3 separate regions of the Mus musculus genome follow, and regions 1 and 3 are each linked to region 2. A link is a contact called in public Hi-C and HiChIP or PLAC-seq data. All regions are on one chromosome and are shown on one strand. Each heading gives the region's core, a stretch centred on a gene start, on an enhancer-like site or on the middle of the called end of the contact. The rest is flanking DNA. Distances are from core to core; before and after follow the strand shown.

The links. A called contact is a pair of places that touch in the nucleus more often than the background predicts. HiChIP or PLAC-seq counts read pairs in DNA pulled down with a chosen protein or histone mark.
Region 1: a Hi-C map of cerebral cortex shows a contact between it and region 2, with 1.9 times the contacts expected there. The contact joins two enhancer-like sites. A contact is called at or near these places in 2 of 15 datasets of contacts at CTCF or cohesin (the NIH/3T3 cell line and stem cell-derived epiblast-like cells), 4 of 484 Hi-C or Micro-C datasets (bone marrow-derived macrophages, cerebral cortex, embryonic fibroblasts and 1 more) and 6 of 115 datasets of contacts at active chromatin or transcription factors (the NIH/3T3 cell line, bone marrow-derived macrophages, embryonic stem cells and 2 more).
Region 3: a contact with region 2 is called in an H3K4me3 HiChIP or PLAC-seq map of bone marrow-derived macrophages, with 2.7 times the contacts expected there. The contact joins two enhancer-like sites. A contact is called at or near these places in 1 of 484 Hi-C or Micro-C datasets (cerebral cortex), 1 of 115 datasets of contacts at active chromatin or transcription factors (bone marrow-derived macrophages) and 1 of 9 other capture datasets (adipose tissue).

Annotation. Positions count from the first base shown.
Region 1 is chr12:81,615,818-81,618,517 of GRCm38.p6, reverse strand. No RefSeq gene overlaps it. Among named protein-coding and RNA genes, the nearest start is that of Ttc9, 14 kb to the left of the region's middle. Within about 2 kb of position 1,362, at least 25 of the 459 cell types and tissues checked have an H3K27ac peak or open chromatin away from gene starts, as enhancers often do. A contact at or near this core is called in cerebral cortex, where this site is marked.
Region 2 is chr12:81,753,477-81,756,176 of GRCm38.p6, reverse strand. The region is part of intron 2 of Map3k9 (mitogen-activated protein kinase kinase kinase 9); the gene reads left to right. Among named protein-coding and RNA genes, the nearest start is that of Map3k9, 26 kb to the left of the region's middle. Within about 2 kb of position 1,341, at least 126 of the 459 cell types and tissues checked have an H3K27ac peak or open chromatin away from gene starts, as enhancers often do. A contact at or near this core is called in bone marrow-derived macrophages and cerebral cortex, where this site is marked.
Region 3 is chr12:81,909,070-81,911,962 of GRCm38.p6, reverse strand. The region is part of intron 3 of Pcnx (pecanex homolog); the gene reads right to left. Among named protein-coding and RNA genes, the nearest start is that of Pcnx, 50 kb to the right of the region's middle. Within about 2 kb of position 1,297, at least 12 of the 459 cell types and tissues checked have an H3K27ac peak or open chromatin away from gene starts, as enhancers often do. A contact at or near this core is called in bone marrow-derived macrophages, where this site is marked.

The DNA of each region.
Region 1 (2,700 bases), core at 113-2,612, 140 kb after region 2:
GAATTTATTCATTGCTATCTTCTTCCTGCCCCTCTTTCCTTATCCTCTCCTTCCTATCTTCCTTTGCTTCCTATTTTCCAGTAAGTAATTCCCACGGGAGCTGACACGTTTGTCCTATCTTCACCGAGCACTGATAGTGTTGCCAGGTAAAGGTCTTGCTCTGTTTTGAACTGGTTGTTACTTAAAGTATAGTGTTATTCAGCCCAGCTTAGTGTGGAGAAGAGAAGGCCCAGAGCAGAGTTTGGACTCTGAATTGGTGGTTCTCAGCCTTCCTGAAGCTGCGACCCTTTACTCCTGTCCCTCATGTTGTGCTGACCTCCAACCATAAAACCATTTTCACTGCTGCTTCATAAGTGCAGTTTTGCTACGAATTATCTGTGCTTTCCAATGATCTTAGGCGATGACCCCTGTGAAAGGGCCATTCAAGACTCCAAGGAAGTCACCACCCACAGGTTGAGAACCTCTGCTCTGAATGAATATGTTAAGTCCTCAGTTCCAAGTTGTTGTGAGAACTGAGGCTTACAAGACAGGGGTAGTCTCCTGCTAGTGTGGAGACCCATTGAGTGGGTCATGTGCTTAGGATAGATTAAAATGTCTTCATCTTCCCTAAGATGAAGGTCCAGTTATTGTATTGTTTCTAAGAGCCAAAAGAAAGGACAAATAAGATATTGCCTGAAGCACTGAAGCCCCTGTGAAAATCACCTCGCTTCTCAGCGACTCACTAGATTGTTCAGGGGGAGCCAAGATTCAGCCCATCCCCTGCAGCTCCAGGGCTGAAAACAAGCTTGTCTGTCTGAGTGTGGCCCGACCCCAGCCTACAGCTGCTCGTATTTATTTATTTACCTTCTCTCTCCACCTGCTACGGATGTTGAGCGTAAACAAGAAATTTGTTAGATGTTAAAATTTTCCAAAATTAAATATCCTAATGACAAATGCTGCATAAGCATATAAAATTGTGTGTACGGATGGTATATGTGTGGGGTGGGGGTGGGGGTGCACTGCACAAGCGCATTTGTGGAGGCCAGAAGTGTCAGGTGTCCTTTTCAAGCACCCTCCATTCTGCTTGCTGAGGAAGGGCCTCTCACTGAATCGGGGCTCAATGATTCTCCTAGTTTGGCCAGGATCCTGTCTCCATATCCTGGATGGCTGGGATTCCAGGTGGGTCACCCAAACAAACATCTACACGCATCTACTGCCTGAGATGGGGCACTAAGACATACCAAGGGAGGGTTCCCTACAAGGCAAGCTTAGGGAACCGGTGAGTTTATTGCGATTACTCACAGGAAGCATAGCTGACTCCGGCAGCTGCATTACTGAAAAAACCTGCCCCAGTATGGGTGATGACTCAGGAAACCTGCAGCTCTGGCGCTCCTTCCCCAAATTGCAGGCAGCGCAGCCAGTCAGAAAGTCTACTGCAGGCAGCTCAGCTGGGAGGAGAGTCTCTTTTCTCAGCAACTGTTCACTGCTTGCTTATATAACCTATCTGAGGGATGGAAAGGAGAGATGGACAGAGGGACCGAGGGGGCAGGAAAGTGGGGGTGCTAAGTCAAACCATCCTCCAGACAACAGATTTATTAACACTGCAGCTAGTGGTACAGAAGTAGTCATTTTCACTCCTAGCACACAAAACAAGGGTCTAATCTTAAAGGCTTTTGAGGGCAGGGAAAGCCCTGCATCCCAGCATCGCAAGAAAGCTGACTTAGTTAATCTGTGATCTATGCTTTGTGCCTGTCTGACAAGGGTCACACCCTCTGTGTTGGGGAGTGGGCCTTGGTTAATGTGTAACCCCTGGTAGCAAGGGGATGGATGTGTTCCCACTCTGCTTAGGGCCTAGGTACTTAGAAAAATGAAGTTCTCAAAACCTTAAGAGAAGGGGCTAGTGAATTTTCTAAGTTTTAGTTTTCTGAGACTGATAAGTTTCATACACTTCCTGAGTCTTGTGAAGGGATTGTTTCAACTAGGATAAAATGGCTACACAGCACCTCAAGACTCCACCTCTTAATACTATCCTGTTGTTGATTAAATTCGACAGAAGACTTTGGAAGGCATCTTAAGACGACAGCATTGTGTGACCTTCCAAACCCTTTTCACAAACAGAATGCATTCGGTCCATCCCAAAAGCCACCAACCTGCAACTCACTCAGCACCAGCTCAGAAATCCAAAGCCTAGAGTCTCATCTAAATTGGCTCTAGGAAACCCCAAGGTGGGATTCATTCTGAGCCAGACTACACTCCAGCTCTGAACATGTGAAAACAAACAAGTTATCTACTCCCTAAATGTGACAGTGTGACAGGACAGGGTAAACCCTTCCAATCCAAGAGGGAGAAAAAAGGAAGACAGACTAATGGATCCCAAGCAGGTCCCAAACCGAACAAGGTAAGCGAAATTTAATACTAAGCCTCTAATAGAATCTTTTGACTATATTCTTGCCTTCCAGATACACGAGTGTGGGGGTTGAGCTCCCAAGGCCCGGGCTGACTCATCCCACTTCTCTGAGCACAAGACTACACAGTACATTCAAGGATTGGAGTCTTATGCTTGTACCTCTCCCACACTGGTGTCGCATGCAGATGGCACTACAGATTTGGGAGCCTAAGGCTCTCCAAAGACTCTCCAGGGAATTCCTTGAACTTTAGGTGGAGGCATCCATGTCCAGAGTTCTTGTGCTGTGCATGGGTCCTGTGCGTGGGTCCTGTGCA
Region 2 (2,700 bases), core at 92-2,591:
ATGGTTCTTAACCAGTTTGATTACCTGGCAAGTTTTAATGAACATGGGGTGTGCTTGCTATTGTGTTGCTGTTGTAGGAATTTCAGTGTGTCACCTGTCTTCTGCATAGCGTAGGCATTCCTTCCATCCCACTCTTTTAGTCCTCTGGAGGCCGACTGTGTAAACACACTCAGACAACCAGAACTATGTGGCACAGTACAAAACAGTTTGCTAAAGATATATGGCTTTAGAGATGGCAGAAGGAGAGTTCAGAGCAAGGCCTTGATGGGACAAGTAGGTCTTTGCAAACTATGGGGTAAGATTTAGGAGGTATTGGTAATAGGGTGGGTAGGTAACAGGGAAGGGGACTTGCCCCATCAGTGGTAGGGCTGTGTTCTTTGATGTTATGCTGCAAAACAGGAAATTCCCAAACAGGAAATATTGAGCGAGAACATATTCTTCCACATAGATAAGTCTTTTATGTAGACAACTTGTCTTCGTGTAGCCCGTTTCAGTGCTGTGGGGTCTCAATTAAGTAGTCTGGCCTTGAGCAAAGCTCTCGATCTCTGAACTCTTTTTTTTTTTGTTTTTTTTTTTTTTTTGTTTTTCTGTAATGAGGACAACCCTACTATTGTGGCTGTAAGCTATTAACGTAGTACCTGGCACCAAGCTAATGCCGCTTTCCTACACTACAGATCGTGTTTCTAAGAGCACCCGCTTCTCTAGTGGCAGCAGCTAGAACTAAACTTTCCAGTTGCCATCCACTGTTTTCATTCCTGCTGCCAGCCAGAATGAGAGCCTTTCATTATGCTGGCGGGAACTTGGGTCAGGAATCTGTAAAGGCTCAGGAGGATGTCTTATCCCTACTTCTTGGTGGCCTAGGCTTTAGCCGCAGAGACTCAGAGTGAGGCCACAGGTAGAGAAACTGTTTCCTGTCAGTCTGGTGCCTGGGCCAGGAGGCTTTGAAGGCTAGGATCATGGCGTGGCCCTCTCAGGGCCCTCCACCTTCTGTGGTAGCTCAAGGCTGCCAGCAAAAGTACTCAGAACAAGGTAGGAACTGCACTGTCTTTTCTGTACAGAACTTAGAAGCTGTACAGAACCATTTCTTCAAACTCCATAGTTATGAGGAGCCTCAGGCCCAAGGAGAGTCCAGCCTGCAGCAGAAATGCTGAAATCATCCTGCAGAAAAGCACAGGTGGTGGGGGGCTCATGTGAGCACGAACCATGCATTCTTCTGTGCTCACCAAGGAAGCAGAGCTTAGAGTTGCTGGGGAGTCTGTGCAGCAGCCACACACCGTGTCATCGTGCCAGGAAAGAGGAACGTGCTGACAAAACCAGCAAGGGTCCAGTTTGCTTCCTCTTTCATAGTTATTCTTATCCTGTTTATAGCTGGGTGTGCCAGGGCCGAAGAATCAGGCTGGCCCTGCTCAGTCCGAGCTCAGAAAGTGGGAGAAGGAAGCAGGGCAGGAAGGTGTGTGAGCTGATTCTTCACCCATCCCTGCCCTCCATTAAGACAGCGGCTGTTGGAAGCCCTGCTTCTGTTTCCCACTAGTGATGCTTGTATCCAGCTGGGCTCAGGGCTCAAGCCCCAGCTGAGTTATCTGGACTTAATTTACACAAAATAGCAATGGCTGTAGATGTCTAAACTGACATCTTTTGGACCAGTTATATTTTGGGATGAGAGAGGGAGAGGAGACGTGCTGGGAGACTTGAGCTGGGAGCTGGCACTACCTTTTCTGTTTGGATCACAAGCAGCTTTTTCTCAGCAAGGGTGGGAGCGATGGGAAGGGCTTCAGAGGCCAGGGAGATGAAAGTAAAGTCCCCATGGGAAGCTGGGACTGGCCAGGCCCCTTTTCAAGGCTGATGAATTTCGACCTATAAATACATCAGTTCCCTATCTTGTCTCCTCTTGAGAGGAGAGGGGGGAGGGAGAGCAAGAGAGGAGCCACCAACCAAGAGAGGCAACCTGGGGCCAAGAGGCCAAGAGGGCTGCATAGCCAAAATGGCTGGCTTACACAGGGTCAGTAGGGAATGAGAGATGGGTCAGTCTTGTCTTGAAGCCTAGGGTCTGAAGAACTGATGGGAGAAGATTCTGGAAGTCAAGATGGAGGAGGTCCTGGATTGATGATGTATGTTTGATCCTTAGCTGTGTGAGGCTTGCAGGTTGCACATTCTCATTGTGTGAGTGACCTTCTCGTGGAAGAAGACGGCTTTCAGGGTCCTAGGATCCTCTGCGTTGTTCCATCTTATGCTTGCCTTTGTCAGCATCTCAGGTTTGGCAGCCAGTACAACACTGATGTTCCGATGGTTTGCATGCATTTGACAGTAGAGCAGGTCATGTAGAGTTTGCAGGATCTGGCATACCACTCACAGCCAACCTCAGACCTCTCTAATGGCTTCACCGCTGGTGTGAGAGCCTTGTTTGACCTGCCCACCAGCACTGTTGTTCTTATTCAAGCTAATGTCTTGCCTTGACCCTACTGCTTTTAGTGCATACTTGTCCTGAATAGCGCCTGGATGACTGGAGAAATGTCTGCCAGCAAGCGTTCACCACTGCACCTGGACAGATTGTCCTTATGAGACTTACAATGAACCTAGGTAGAAAAGGCTGACACCAAAAGTATTCTACTAGTTTGCTTTTAGGCTAAGATCCCTAGAGTTCCGATAGAAGGAGATCTGCCCTGAGGAGCAGAATCAGGGTCAGTAATAACTTCGGTAGTG
Region 3 (2,893 bases), core at 48-2,547, 160 kb before region 2:
CAAGCTGCAGAAACTCTTCCAGTAAGTCTAAATGGACTCAAGACAGTTTCTCACATTCAGCATCGCAAATAAAACTTAAATCATAGAGTACTTATTTTCTTTACACGCTCCCTGCCCCTCCGTTTCATAGTCACTGCAGCCACAGTATTCAAGGAGTAAGCTCAGAAGATGGGTAACTGTGCCACTTGCAGAGCAGGGGAGGCTAAATTAACCAGGACGGCCACTAACTGCTATCTCAAAAGTAAAGACACTGGAGATGCATGCTGTGATGTGTAAGAATTTGTCAGTGAAAAAGAAAACAAAAATATGTACAGGTTAAACTATAAACTTGATGTTAGCAATAAAAACTAAGCTTTCCGGGGCTGGAGAGAACGCTGCCAGCAAGCGCTTGCTTTGCACGCAGGAGGATCTGACTGGATCTCTAGCACCCAGTACAACAATGCCCCCGCCCCCCTGCAAGTCCAGCATTAGGTGGGTGGAAAAGGCAGATCTCTAGAACTCACTGGCCAGCCATCTGCATGCACACACACAACAACAACAAATGCAGGTGCTCATGCACATGCTCACAACACATAAAATGCATGCACACTAAGTTTTATAATATTTTAGGGCTGTTTGTTAAGCTTGATTCTCTCAGGATTTCTTAACATCTGCTTTAAATACACCATCAGACACTCACTATACCACCCCTGAAAGGGAACAGTTGCAAGGCATGGTGTTACCAGCCTGGAATTCTAGCACATGGGAGGCAGAAGTGGGAAGATTTCATGTTTGAGACCAGCCTGTCTTTACACTGAGAAACTATTTCTAAAATTAAAAACAAGTAATAACAGTAAAAGAATAAGACCCTAATTTTTTAACAGCAAAATTCCATTCTTAAAACACCTACTAAAACAGGCAGACAAGCTACTGGGAAAAGTATGATTTGTCTACTAGAAATACAAACACATAGTGACTTCTTAGATCAAACGTTTAAACAAGCAAATACAAACACCCCTTAGTGGATTCTCTTCCGGGAATGTAAACATAGGAAACAAACTATCTGAATAGGAGTTTTAGTTATTTGCTCACAATCGTCAAATGTTTCCCTTTCCTCTCTTGGCCAAGCTCCCCACTTTGTACAGATGTGACTCCATGTCTTCTGATCTATGAGAACCATCTAGAGGGGCCACAGGACCTAGTAGTTCTGATGACTGGATTTAAGGGAAATGCCTCTCCAAAGTCCAGACAGACTGTGCCTGGCGAGGCCTCTGCCCCACCCTGCCTACTTCCTACTTCCTACTTCCTACTTCCTACCCCTCACAGCAGCATCACAACTCAGAGGCTGTGCTCACCCCAGGGCCTCGCGGACAAGCCTAGAGGGCAGAGACAATGCCAGCCAGTACTAGCTGCCTCCAGGCCCACACAGCAAACACCAATCCCACTTCTCTAAATCCCTCTTGGATGAGTAACGTGCTGTCTGCTGGTGAAGGAGGTCTTACTAGATCCCACAGATACTGATTCTTAACGCTTTCTCCATCAAGCCCTCTCCAAAATCAAAGAATCTTAACATCTGTATACAACAGATAATTAATAATATAAATTACAGAAATGTCACTGCAGAAGAGCTCATGACATCTGTGACACAACCAACGAAGAGACTATGCATAGTGACTTCTCTATCTTTAAAAGTTTTTCACTATGTATGACATCAAAGGTTTGATTTTCTTCTTTAACCCTTATTTGTTTTTTGGGGTTTTTTTTGTTTTTTGTTTTGTTTGTTTGTTTTTTTCCAGACAGGGTTTCTCTGTATAGCCCAGGCTGTCCTGGAACTCACTTTGTAGACCAGGCTGGCCTCGAACTCAGAAATCCATCTGCCTCTGCCTCCCAAGTGCTGGATTAAAGGCGTGCACCAACACCGCCTGGCTAACCCTTATTTGTTAAATTTTGTAAAAGTGAAAAGAAAAAAAAAAGGAAATTGGTGGTAAGTTCTACACTTAGAAGTAAAGCTTTCCATGTAAATGGCTTATATACACAGTCCTACGTTTTCCCTATGGTGAGCACCACAGCAAAGATTTAGCAAGAGCTGGGGATGTCAGGCAAGGCCACACCCTACAGTGGGGCCCCGCCTTTCTCTAGCTGGAATTCATTATTCTTCCTCTGAAGTCAACCCCTTTTCTAGGCCACTTTGAAGGCAACTATGACTTTGAGAAAAGACTTTGTATTAGCTCCTTAGTAACAGATCACAGACAATGGTTACTTGGGTCACAATGTCTTTGACAGTAAGAATAAGTCTCTATCATCATCTTTGACCAAGTCATGATCCTAGACCAAATATTTACCTTGAATATTTACAAGCACTAAATTATTTCAAAGAAGACAAGAGGCAAACAGAAGGGGAAAGTGCAGGCAGGGGTGGGGGGTGGGGGTGGGGGTGGGGAGTGGGTATACAGCCCAGAGGGGAGTACAGGCCTGGGGGAAGTTCAGGCCTGAAGAGAGTGCAGGCGGTGGTTGGGGGGGTGTGAGATGGGGGGAGTACTGATGGGGGAAATGAGGAGAAATGACTAAAGCAGAAGGGAGCAAGGGTGGGAAAGAGCAGGTTAGAAGAAGCTGCAGGGAAGCCATGGTAACTCCACCTAGACAGTCACATAAACAATCATGACAACATGTCCAGGGGCAACACAACAAACGAGAGAAAGAGAGAGAGAGAGAGAGAGAGAGAGAGACCCACCCCATACATATCAGCTGTATTCCATACAGATACAAATGCCCTAACTCACATTTTTCACTTTAGCCCCTCTAAAGGTAAAAATAATTACACACTATAAACAGTATAAAAGGCCAATGAGGAAAGTATCTCCCTGTTTTAATGTATGAAACACCACTTAAGAAAAGCATAACTGTCTACAGAATG